Linked DNA regions of Sus scrofa: regions 2 and 3 are each linked to region 1. Evidence: chromatin contacts called from public HiChIP or PLAC-seq and promoter capture Hi-C data. All regions are on one chromosome and are shown on one strand. Each heading gives the region's core, a stretch centred on a gene start, on an enhancer-like site or on the middle of the called end of the contact. The rest is flanking DNA. Distances are from core to core; before and after follow the strand shown.

Region 1 (3,277 bases), core at 394-2,893:
GGATCCTTCTTGCTGTGGGGTAGATGGGAGGGGTGATCTCATCTCAAATATTAGATCCTCAGAGAGGCCCTCTGAGCCTCCAGTCTAAGCTTGAGAAGCACTCTCCGTCTTGTAACTGTTTTGTCATCTTCATAATACAGTATCCCATTAATTAATTAATGTTCAGTGTCCCCTCACCAGAATGTCAGCTGAGGACAAGGGATGCCCCCAAGTGTGGGGATATTTGTCTTGTCTTGTTCACTGCTGTGTCCCCAGCACCTAGAACAATGCCTGACACACAGTAGGTATTGAATACATATTTGTGGAAAGCACGTGATTGTGGCCAGTTTCTTCAAGGTTATTGAACTCCAAGGAACCTACAGCAGACGGGCCCCCTTCCGCTATCTGGGTGAAATCTGGAAATCCCCACCTTCTGGGGGAATCCCTTCCTGTAGCTCCAATGGCAGGACTCAGGCCTGATTGTTTAACAAACACTCAAGCAGCAGTGTTTTCCCTTGGGCAGAGCCCTTTGCTAACCGCTCTTTAATGCATTAACTCATTTAATCCTCACAACCCTGTGAAAAGGTGTTATTTCCATTTCACAGATGCGGAAATGGAGGTATGGAGAAGTCAAGTCATTTGCCCAAGGCCAGAAAGAGGGGGAGGCAGTGGAATGGAAGAGTATGCTGTCTGGAAAGGGGTGATGTGGCCCCCCGCAAGCTGGGGGTGTGAGCAACTTGTTTCCTGTTGTGGGAGGGAGAGAAGAGCAGACATTCCTCTCTCTCCTCCCTCTCATGAGCTGGGGGAAGGGCTGGCTGTGTGTATGCTCCACCTCAGGCTAATTGGGGACCCCACTGTGAACCTCACCCCACATAAGGCTCATAGATAAAATGAAAGTAGCCCGGAGGAGACCAGAGGAGGAGGCCCAGAGGGCATGGGAGCAAGCGGTCTAGGAGGGCTTCCTGGTGAATGATGCGCTCCTGGAGTTAGGGGACAGATGAGGGCATAGAGGCCAGTCTATAGAGGCAAGGGCTGAGACAAGAGAAAAGCTGAGGGTGGGGACAGAACCCAACTGGGGGCGCTATGGGGGTCGGCTCAGTAGAGTCAATAGTCTGGGCCGGGCGGGGTTGGGATCCTTCCCCGGGTGATGATGAAAGCTGCGGTCGCTATTGCACTGACCGGCCCGGCGCTTGCAGATAAGGCCCTGCAGGAGGGAGTCGGCAGGGTCGCGCCCCCCGTAAGTCTGGCGCTTCGGCCCGGCCCCGCCCTTAGACTCCGCCTTTCCTTCATCTGGCCCCGCCCCCGCAGAGCGGAGGCACCCGGTGGTCGCTGGAGCTAGGTGGGTGGGCCCAAGGTTGTCCCGCCTCTCCTGCCTTTCGTTCCCTTCTTTAGGCTGCGCGATGCAAAATCGGGTGGGCGAGCTATGGGCGTGACAAAGGCCACGCCCTCTCTCCGGATTCGCGTTTGAGACCCCAGGACCTGGTCAACCGCGGAGCAGGGATGATGGGCGGGGTAAGAGCAGGCCCCGCCCCCCGGGGGCCTGCTCCCCTCTAGCGGTCCGGCTCGCGGGCAGACTGGGGCGGGGCCTCGTGTGGCCCGGCCCTGCCATGGCCCCGCCCCTGCCGTGGCCGCCCTCCCCCGCCGGGCTCTGCTCTCACAGCCGGTTCCTCTTTACATAACGGCGCGGGGCGGCATGGGCTCGGGCCACTGCCTCCGCCCGGCCGCCCGCCCGGACTGTCGCGGCTCGCCGTGGCGACGGCGGCGGCAGCAAAGTTTCCCCGGTGGCGGCCGGGAGGCGCATCCTCCCGCAACTGTCAAGCGCTGGCGGCGGAAATGATGAGGCGCTGGCCATTTTCCGAGCCTGGGTTTCCTGCCTGAGCCCCGCTCGAGCGAGCCGCGAGCCAGGAGCCGGCGCGCGGGAGAGAAGGCGCCCGGGGCTGGGGCCCGCCTGCCCCCTCGGGATTTCGGGGGCCCAGGGGCGCGCGACGCCATGGGCCGGCCGGGCCCGGACCCCCTCTCTCTCAGGTAAGCCTGTCTTTCCCAGCGCTGCCTTCCTCTGGGTCTGGGAGAGCTTTAATGGGGGGAAGAGGAGGGCCCGGGTCCCGTTCTACACAGTGTCTGCGCACTCCCACAGCAACCTAAATATTGTCCTGCAGCTAACTCAGATGAGAGTGTTCTGAGGTGACCGATTCCCAGCTCCTGCGACACCCTCCCAGCCGACACCCCACCCACACACGTGCTGGGGATGTATGGGGGTATAAGTGAAGGTCGTGCGGGAGGCGCTGCCAGAGGATATGGCTAACAGTCCCAGTCCACCTCTTAAGGTAGCTCAGCCAGTCAACTGTGCCTGGTGAGGAGGGGTCAGGGGTCACCTGCTTGGTACCTTGAAAGCGAAAGTAGTAAACCTGAACTCTTGAGAAGGGAAGAGTCATTCGGGAGTTAGACTCAGGCCCCTCCCCACTCTCCCTGGCCAGGCCCATGTGGCTAAGAGGGTAGCCCTCCCCTCCCATTCCAGGACTTGCTCTCCCCATTCCCTGCATCCGGGAGGTAGAATGGCCCATGTAACCCTATGCTGCTGCATTTGAGGGTTCAAAAGGGTTAGGGCTCTCAGAGCTCAGGTCTCTGGGTTGGTACCCTCCCACCCTGGACCTGGGGCTCCAGGGGAATCCTCCCACCAAAAACAATGGGACACAGGTCATTGGCCTTATAGGTCAGCAGGGCTGGGAGGGTATTTCAGAGGCCCCTAATAATGCCTGGTGCAGAAATCCTCCCCCTTCCCTCATTCTGTTCCTGGGACTTTTGGGGCAAAAGGGACTGCATTTGAGGAACTGGGGAGGGGGCCCTGCCTGCCAGTCCACTTTTTTTCTTTAGTTTCCTCATTCTCCTGTTTCTCTTCCCTATTCCTGGGCCACAATGATGTAGGTGAGGAGGTCATTGCCTGCAGCTGGGGGCCTCCAGGGAGGGGAATGGCCAGGCCAAACTGAGTGGGAGGAAGTGAAATTGGGCTGCAGGCAGGGGTTTTGGAACAGAGGGCCTGGCAAAGCCATTTCTGAAGGGCCTGGGTCCAGCTTTGGGAGCTGGAGGGGCAGAGATCTGACTGCCACCCCCTCACCTGGGAGATGAGCATCCCCTGACACCTACCAGCTGCCAGGCTCAGCTGGGACAGTCAGCCCATCCTGGGTCCCCATTTACAGTCCATCTCCCGGGCCCCTGCCAGGGCGGTGAACGCATGGGTCTTTAGGGCTGTGGGTGCGAGTTGTGTCTGGATTTCCCATCACCGACCTGGCTGCCAGAATGG
Region 2 (2,929 bases), core at 224-2,723, 150 kb after region 1:
TGACATTCCCAGAGGGGTCTCCCCGGCGCCCCCCCACCCAACCCTCCAGGATCTAGACAGGAGCCCCACCCCCACTGCGGGCCCCCAGCCCACCCCGCCCCCCTCAAGCCCGGCCGGTCACGGGGCGGGGACGGCGGTGAGAGCCGCGGGGGAGGGGACGCGAGGCCCAGGCTGGTCCAGGCCCTAAGCGGAGGGGACTGGGGCGCGACACCCACCTGCCCAGGCCCGGCCGCCCGCCGCCTGCGCTAGCCGCCGCCACCGTAGAGGAGGAGGAAGCCGCGGCTGAGGACGACGAGACTGAGGACGAGGTCGGCGACGGCGCGGCTGCAGGCGACGTGAGAAGGCCGCCGCTGCCGCCAGGCTTGCGGGCATTGGCGGCCGTGGGCTGCTGCTGCTGCTGTTGTTGCTGCTGGGGCTTCAGCGACATGGTGAGGGGCCCATACACCGGCCCGCACGCCGGGCGGGGACAGCCGGGAGCCGGGCGCGCCGAGGAGACGCCGGAGCGCGGCGGGGACGCGCGGGCGCCGAGCGAGGAGGCGCTGGTTGGCGCGGCCGGGGGGGCGCCCGGGCGAGCGAGGGGGAGAAGGAGGACGACGAAGGGGCGGGGAGGCCCGCCGAAACCGAGGAGCCGCCGGGAGCCGGGCCGGGCCGCGCCGCCGCCGTTGCCGTTGCTACCAAAACAGTCTGAGGCGGAGGGAGGTGAGCGCTGCCCGGAGGGAGGGGGGCCGGGGCCGGGCGGGGGAGGGGCGGCGGAGGGATACGGTCTTGGAGCCCCGCCGCTGCCGCCCCGCCCGCCCCGCCGCGCCGGCCGCGGGAGCGAGCGCCTCCCGGGCCACCTGGCCGCGGCGAAGCGACGAGGCTCGATGGCCGCTGCGGGGCCCCGAGGAGCTGCGGCCGCCGAGCGCATCGGGGGCCGGGCACACAGAGGTGCCGCGTGGCGATGCCGGGTGGGCGCGGAGGTGCGGGATGGGGACTCTTTACCGGAAGTCGGAAGGGTCGGACGGAAGCAGAACGTGAGGCGGCCCCGGGGCCGGGAGGGACACGTGAGGAGCGGGCGCTGCGCTGGGCCGCTTTCGCGGGGGTCGGGCGAGGGCCCGGCTGCCGGCCCTGCCCGGGTCCGCCCTTCTCGAGGCGGGTCTGCCCTTCGGAGAGGGCGTGTCTGTCTTCCCCTGCAGGGCCGGCCTAATCTCCGAAGTGTTCTGCATTCTCAGACTGTTGGGAGAATGCGTGTTTGCCCCCACCTGATGCAACCTCGAGTGACCTGCGAGTGTCTTCAGGACGGAGACTGTGTCTTGCTACATATAAAGCACCTAGAACACAAGCATCCCATGGTTTTTTTGTATCTCCGGCACCTGGCACACAGTAGGTTTTCGCTGTGACAGCTGGGTGTCAAAGACAGGCTCTCCTGTCTTTCCTTGCCTAGACCATCAGAATTGGAACCCTGGATCGACTTCCCGCGGCCACGTACATCTGGTTAGCCTTTCCCCACTTTTTCAACCCCAGCAACACTGCAACCATAAAACTCTTTGGGGTATCTGATCTTCATCTGAAGCCATTTGCTCTCACTTGAACTTTTTTCTCATTCATGAGACTCAAAAGGAAATGTGATTGGTAGACCTATGGATAATGGGGTCTCTTTGAGTGGAGACAGTACGGGCCTCACAAGAATATGCAAACTTTAAACCTTCGCCCCTTTAGAAGTTTTACTTTAACTTAGCTTAGTGGCCAGCATAGTGCGTGGTTTTTTGGTTTTGCTTTTTGTTTTTAATGTATTGACGTTAAACTAGAAGCAAGTAGATAATTTTGCTCTTTTTGTGTGAAGAATCTAGGTTTTTTTTTTTTTTAAGCGAAATTACTAAAGGGAATAACAAAATTTACCTCAATCTCCCAAAATTTTCAGATAAAGGCAAAGACGTAGAAAAACTTGGAAAATGATTAAGCCATGAGCCTCCAGTAGCCAAATTGAAATTAGTCTCCTACATAGTCTGGGCAAAAATGATTACTATATTCTGCAAACACTTGAAAAGTGGGATATCAGATTTATCTTCCATCTGAGGTTAAAAGGAGTTTGAGGGGGGGAAAGAGTAGCATTCTTTTAAGCCAACAGTTGCACAACCCTTTAAAAATTAACCCAAAGAAAACTAAGACTAAAAACCAGATGAGGGGGAAAAAAAAAATAGAAGGACCATAATAGAAATACAATCAACTTTCTCCGGCTTAATGATTTGACACCCATATCTGGGACCAAGTTCCCAGAATTCAATGTTAGGACCAAATTCCAGAGAGATGAGAGAAAAAAAAGTAAATGGACTAAGAAGGCCTGAAGCTGACATAGCTGAACTTGATTTCATTTGCAGTGAGAAAGCTCATTTTCACCTGTTATTACTGAAAATATATCTTAGGGAGTTCCTGTCGTGGTACATTGGAAACAAATCCAACTAGGAACCATGAGGTTGCAAGTTCGATCCCTGGCCTCCCCCAGTGGGTTAAGGATCCAGCATTGCTGTAAGCTGTGGTGTAGGTCAGTTGCCGTTGTTGTGGCGTATGCCGGCTTCTATAGCTCCAATTGTACCCCTATCCTGGGAACCTCCATATGCCTCGGTGTGACCCTAAAAAGCAAAAAAAAAAAAAAAAAAGAATATATTTTAACAGTTTAGTTGAGATGAAATTCACCCATTTTGTATACGATTCAATGAGCCTCAGTAAATTTACAGGGTTGTGCAACCATCACTAATTTCAGAACATTTCTATCACCCTAAAAAGATCCTTTATATCCATTTGCAGTTATTCCTGGTTGCCATCCTCAGCCCCAACAGCCACTCAATCTGCTTTCTGTTTCAGTGGATTTATCGATTGTTTACATTTCATATAAATGGAATTTTACAATGTGTTCTTTGCCTTCTTTCACTTTGCATAATGTTTTTGAGGT
Region 3 (3,188 bases), core at 610-3,109, 220 kb after region 1:
AATTCAGAGACCTGACTGATATACTCTTAGTATAAGCTTTAATAGAGCAGAGACCAGGGCTGTTTCGCCCACCACTGTATCCCCTGAACTTTACACCTCAGTGCCCAGAACACACTGGAAGCTCTTTAAATATTTGCTGATTAAATTGATCAATGACTCATGACTGACCCATGTATAAGTATTTATGTGGCCCATGTCAATTTAGTTGACTTTCAGAAATCAGTAGCCAATTAAATCATATTGAATTTTTAATTTGCAGCCCCAAAATTCACATACTCAGGGAAGTTTCCAACAACCATCCCTAGCAGCCCCAGTCCCCTTCCCTAGACCAAAGAGATCCTCTTGTAATAGTTTACCAAACTCTTCCTTTCCTTCACCACAGTTGCCACAGCTGTAATTCTACATTTATTCTCTATTTAATTCATCCGTCTCTATGAACTGTACTGAACTGCTAGTGCCTTAAAGCAAGGACCACGTCTTTCTGAACACATTAAAGCTCCAAGAGGAGTTCCTGCCGTGGCTCAGTGGTTAACGAATCCAACTAGAAACCAGGAGATTGCGGGTTCGATCCCTGGCCTTGCTCAGTGGGTTAAGGATCCAGCGTTGCCCTGAGCTGTGGTGTAGGTCGCAGACGCGGCTTGGATCCCCCACTGCTGTGGTCCTGGCGTAGGCCAGTGGCTACAGCTCTGATTCGACCCCTAGCCTGGGAATCTCCATATGCCGCAGTTTCGGCCCTAGAAAAAGATCAAAAAAAAAAAAAAAGCTCCAAGTGACAGTGAGGATTCAAAAAGTATTTCTTGAATGAATGTTGCTGTTGTCGGGTAATTGTTGGAGTCTCAAAGGGGTCATACTTGCATGCTCCACTGAAGAGGACGTATGGCTGGTAATGAAGAGCTGAGACTGTCAAGCCCAGCTGAGTAAGAATACCAGTTTTGCCACTTACACATGATTGCAGGCAAGACTCTCAGTCCCTGGGCTTCAGTTTTCCAGTCTGTAAAAGGGTCATATACTCATCTAACCGATAGGATTTTACGAAGATAATTGGAAAAAAAAAACAAAAAAAACAACAGTACACACGACGTGTTTAGCATAGTGCTGAGATTAGAAAATGTATACATTTTGGTTGTAATTATTACTATTGCTACAAAGAGCCTCAATGGGTATTTTTCTAAAGCAGAACGATTTAACTAAATTAGCGGCCTTCAGTGTCGCTGGGTACCCAATCCTTGCTTCACAAAGCCTAGAAGAAATCCACTCACACGACTTGGCTCTAACCCAGGGCGGAGAGAGAAGCGCCAAATACAAACAGAGGCCCGGTGGGGAGGCACAAGGAAGGAGGGACCGGGTAAGGCTTCTGGGAGATGACTTCTGGGAAGACCTCCTGAGGGCGGATGGAACGAGGGGGATGCCAACCGCTTCTCGGCTTCCTGCTGGAACGAAAACCTTTTCCGCGGCCCTTCCCCGGACCCAGACTCTGAGAGAGCGACCCCCGAGGGCCCGGCGAGGGCTGCGGGGGAGACGGCGAGGCTGCGAACTCACCCGCGGCGCTGAAGCTGAAGCCGGCGGGGACCGGCGAGTGTTCTGCGAGCTCCAGGCGAATGACAACCAGTGACACACTCATAGGGCAGGCGCTGGCCGGCGCGGGCCCCGGCGGGCTCAGGCGAGGCTGGGAGATGAGCCGAGAGGCCGAGCGGCCGGGTGCGGGAAGCGCCGCCACGGCTCAGAGCCTCTGCCGCCACCTCAGCAGCAGCACCAGCAGCTCCGTGGGCAACCCCCGGAGCAACAACAACCTTCACTTCCGCCTCCCGGCTGCCGTCGCTGACCCCTTGAGGTTAGGCATGCGCGTACCACAGCGCGCTCTGATTGGGTGAAGTGGCCTACACGTGACTGGCGTGAGCCTCGCGGTGGTAAACCTGGGCCCTTCTCGACGGGATCTCGTAGAGGTCGTGGAAGAGGCCCGTCTGGAGGATCACCGGTCCTCGTTAGGCAGGTCGGTGGGTTTGCGCCCAGGCCCGAGAGGCCTTGCTTTCAGCCCCGCTCAATTGACGGCAAAAGGTCTCTCTGGTTCCCCTCAAGTTCTCAGAATAGTCTGAGGAACCCGCGCCTTGCTGAGAGCTCTTGCTTCTTTTTACAGTGTTTGACCTCTCGCCCTAGCTTTAGGCTGAGTTGCTTTGTGTCAGTGACACTTTACAGATAGGTGCGCTGAGGCTCAGAGAAGTGAAGCCACTTCTCTGAGGGCTCACGGGGAGTCGGAACTCGATGGCAGTGGTTCTGATTCTGTTAAAGTAGGGTGGTGGGCTGGTTAAGAGCCCAGTACTAGAGATACATCTGGGTCCCACTTCACAAGTGGTTACTGAGAGCCTAGGTTGGGGTGGTGGGGATGCATTGGTGAATAAGGTAAACACCCAGTTCCTGTTCTTATGCAGTAGATTTTGGTCACCAGTTTTGTGAACTTGAGTTAGGTTTTGCGTAAAATTGGAATAATCTTATATAGCTGTGAGAGTGAAAGGAGTAGAGCCTGCAGCTCTATTTACATCAGTTTTTATGAGTCAGCATCCTTTCCAGTACCTCAGACTCCCTTTAGCATGTAGACATGGAAAGCCACAATCAATCCATATACCGTGTATGTGTGCTAGGATGCTGTTATAGGCATATGCTATTGGGACATGTAAGATGTGTCATAGCACATCGTGGACACGTGTGAGTGTGTGGACTGTCAATGCATATAACAGGACCAAGTGATATTTATAGCTTGATATTACTGCATCCTATGAAATAGTTTCATTACACTCTTTATATGAGGGTTTCTCACCTTATGCACTATTAACATTTTGGGCTCTGATAATTCTTTGGAGGGAGTGTACATCCTGAGCTTTGTAAGATATTTAGCAGCATCCCTGGCCTAATCCACTAGATACCAGTAGCACCTCCCAAGTGGTGACAACCAAAAATATCTCTAGATACTCCCAAATGTCCCCTTGGGGCCAAAATTGCCCCATTGTCAATCACTGATTTATGTGAAACTCCATATGCCATATGCACATATTATGTGTATATAACACATGAGACGTCATGTGAACTTTTTTGTAGTATATTGTAATAATAGAAAACATTTAATGGTGTACCAGGAACTAACTTGAGTGCTTTACATGCTTTATTTTATGTAATAGTAGCAACAGTTTCATGAT

The links. Promoter capture Hi-C pulls out the DNA fragments that hold promoters and counts their contacts. HiChIP or PLAC-seq counts read pairs in DNA pulled down with a chosen protein or histone mark.
Region 2: an H3K27ac HiChIP or PLAC-seq map of alveolar macrophages shows a contact between it and region 1. The contact joins the promoter of ATXN2 here to the promoter of SH2B3 in region 1. A contact is called at or near these places in 2 of 47 Hi-C or Micro-C datasets (heart right ventricle and skeletal muscle) and 1 of 2 datasets of contacts at active chromatin or transcription factors (alveolar macrophages).
Region 3: a promoter capture Hi-C map of fetal skeletal muscle shows a contact between it and region 1, with 2.8 times the contacts expected there. The contact joins the promoter of BRAP here to the promoter of SH2B3 in region 1. A contact is called at or near these places in 3 of 5 promoter capture datasets (fetal liver, fetal skeletal muscle and liver), 8 of 47 Hi-C or Micro-C datasets (embryonic fibroblasts, epiblast stem cells, liver and 4 more) and 1 of 2 datasets of contacts at active chromatin or transcription factors (alveolar macrophages).

What each region holds. Positions count from the first base shown.
Region 1 is chr14:32,621,643-32,624,919 of Sscrofa11.1, forward strand. SH2B3 (SH2B adapter protein 3) reads left to right here and starts at 1,644. Exons shown (of 8, transcript XM_001929523.5): 1 at 1,644-2,004.
Region 2 is chr14:32,770,609-32,773,537 of Sscrofa11.1, forward strand. ATXN2 (ataxin-2) reads right to left here and starts at 1,474. Exons shown (of 27, transcript XR_002338543.1): 1 at 216-1,474.
Region 3 is chr14:32,840,025-32,843,212 of Sscrofa11.1, forward strand. BRAP (BRCA1-associated protein) reads right to left here and starts at 1,860. Exons shown (of 12, transcript XM_021073840.1): 1 at 1,540-1,860. The coding sequence starts at 1,621. ACAD10 (acyl-CoA dehydrogenase family member 10) reads left to right here and starts at 1,839. Exons shown (of 20, transcript XR_002338858.1): 1 at 1,839-1,990.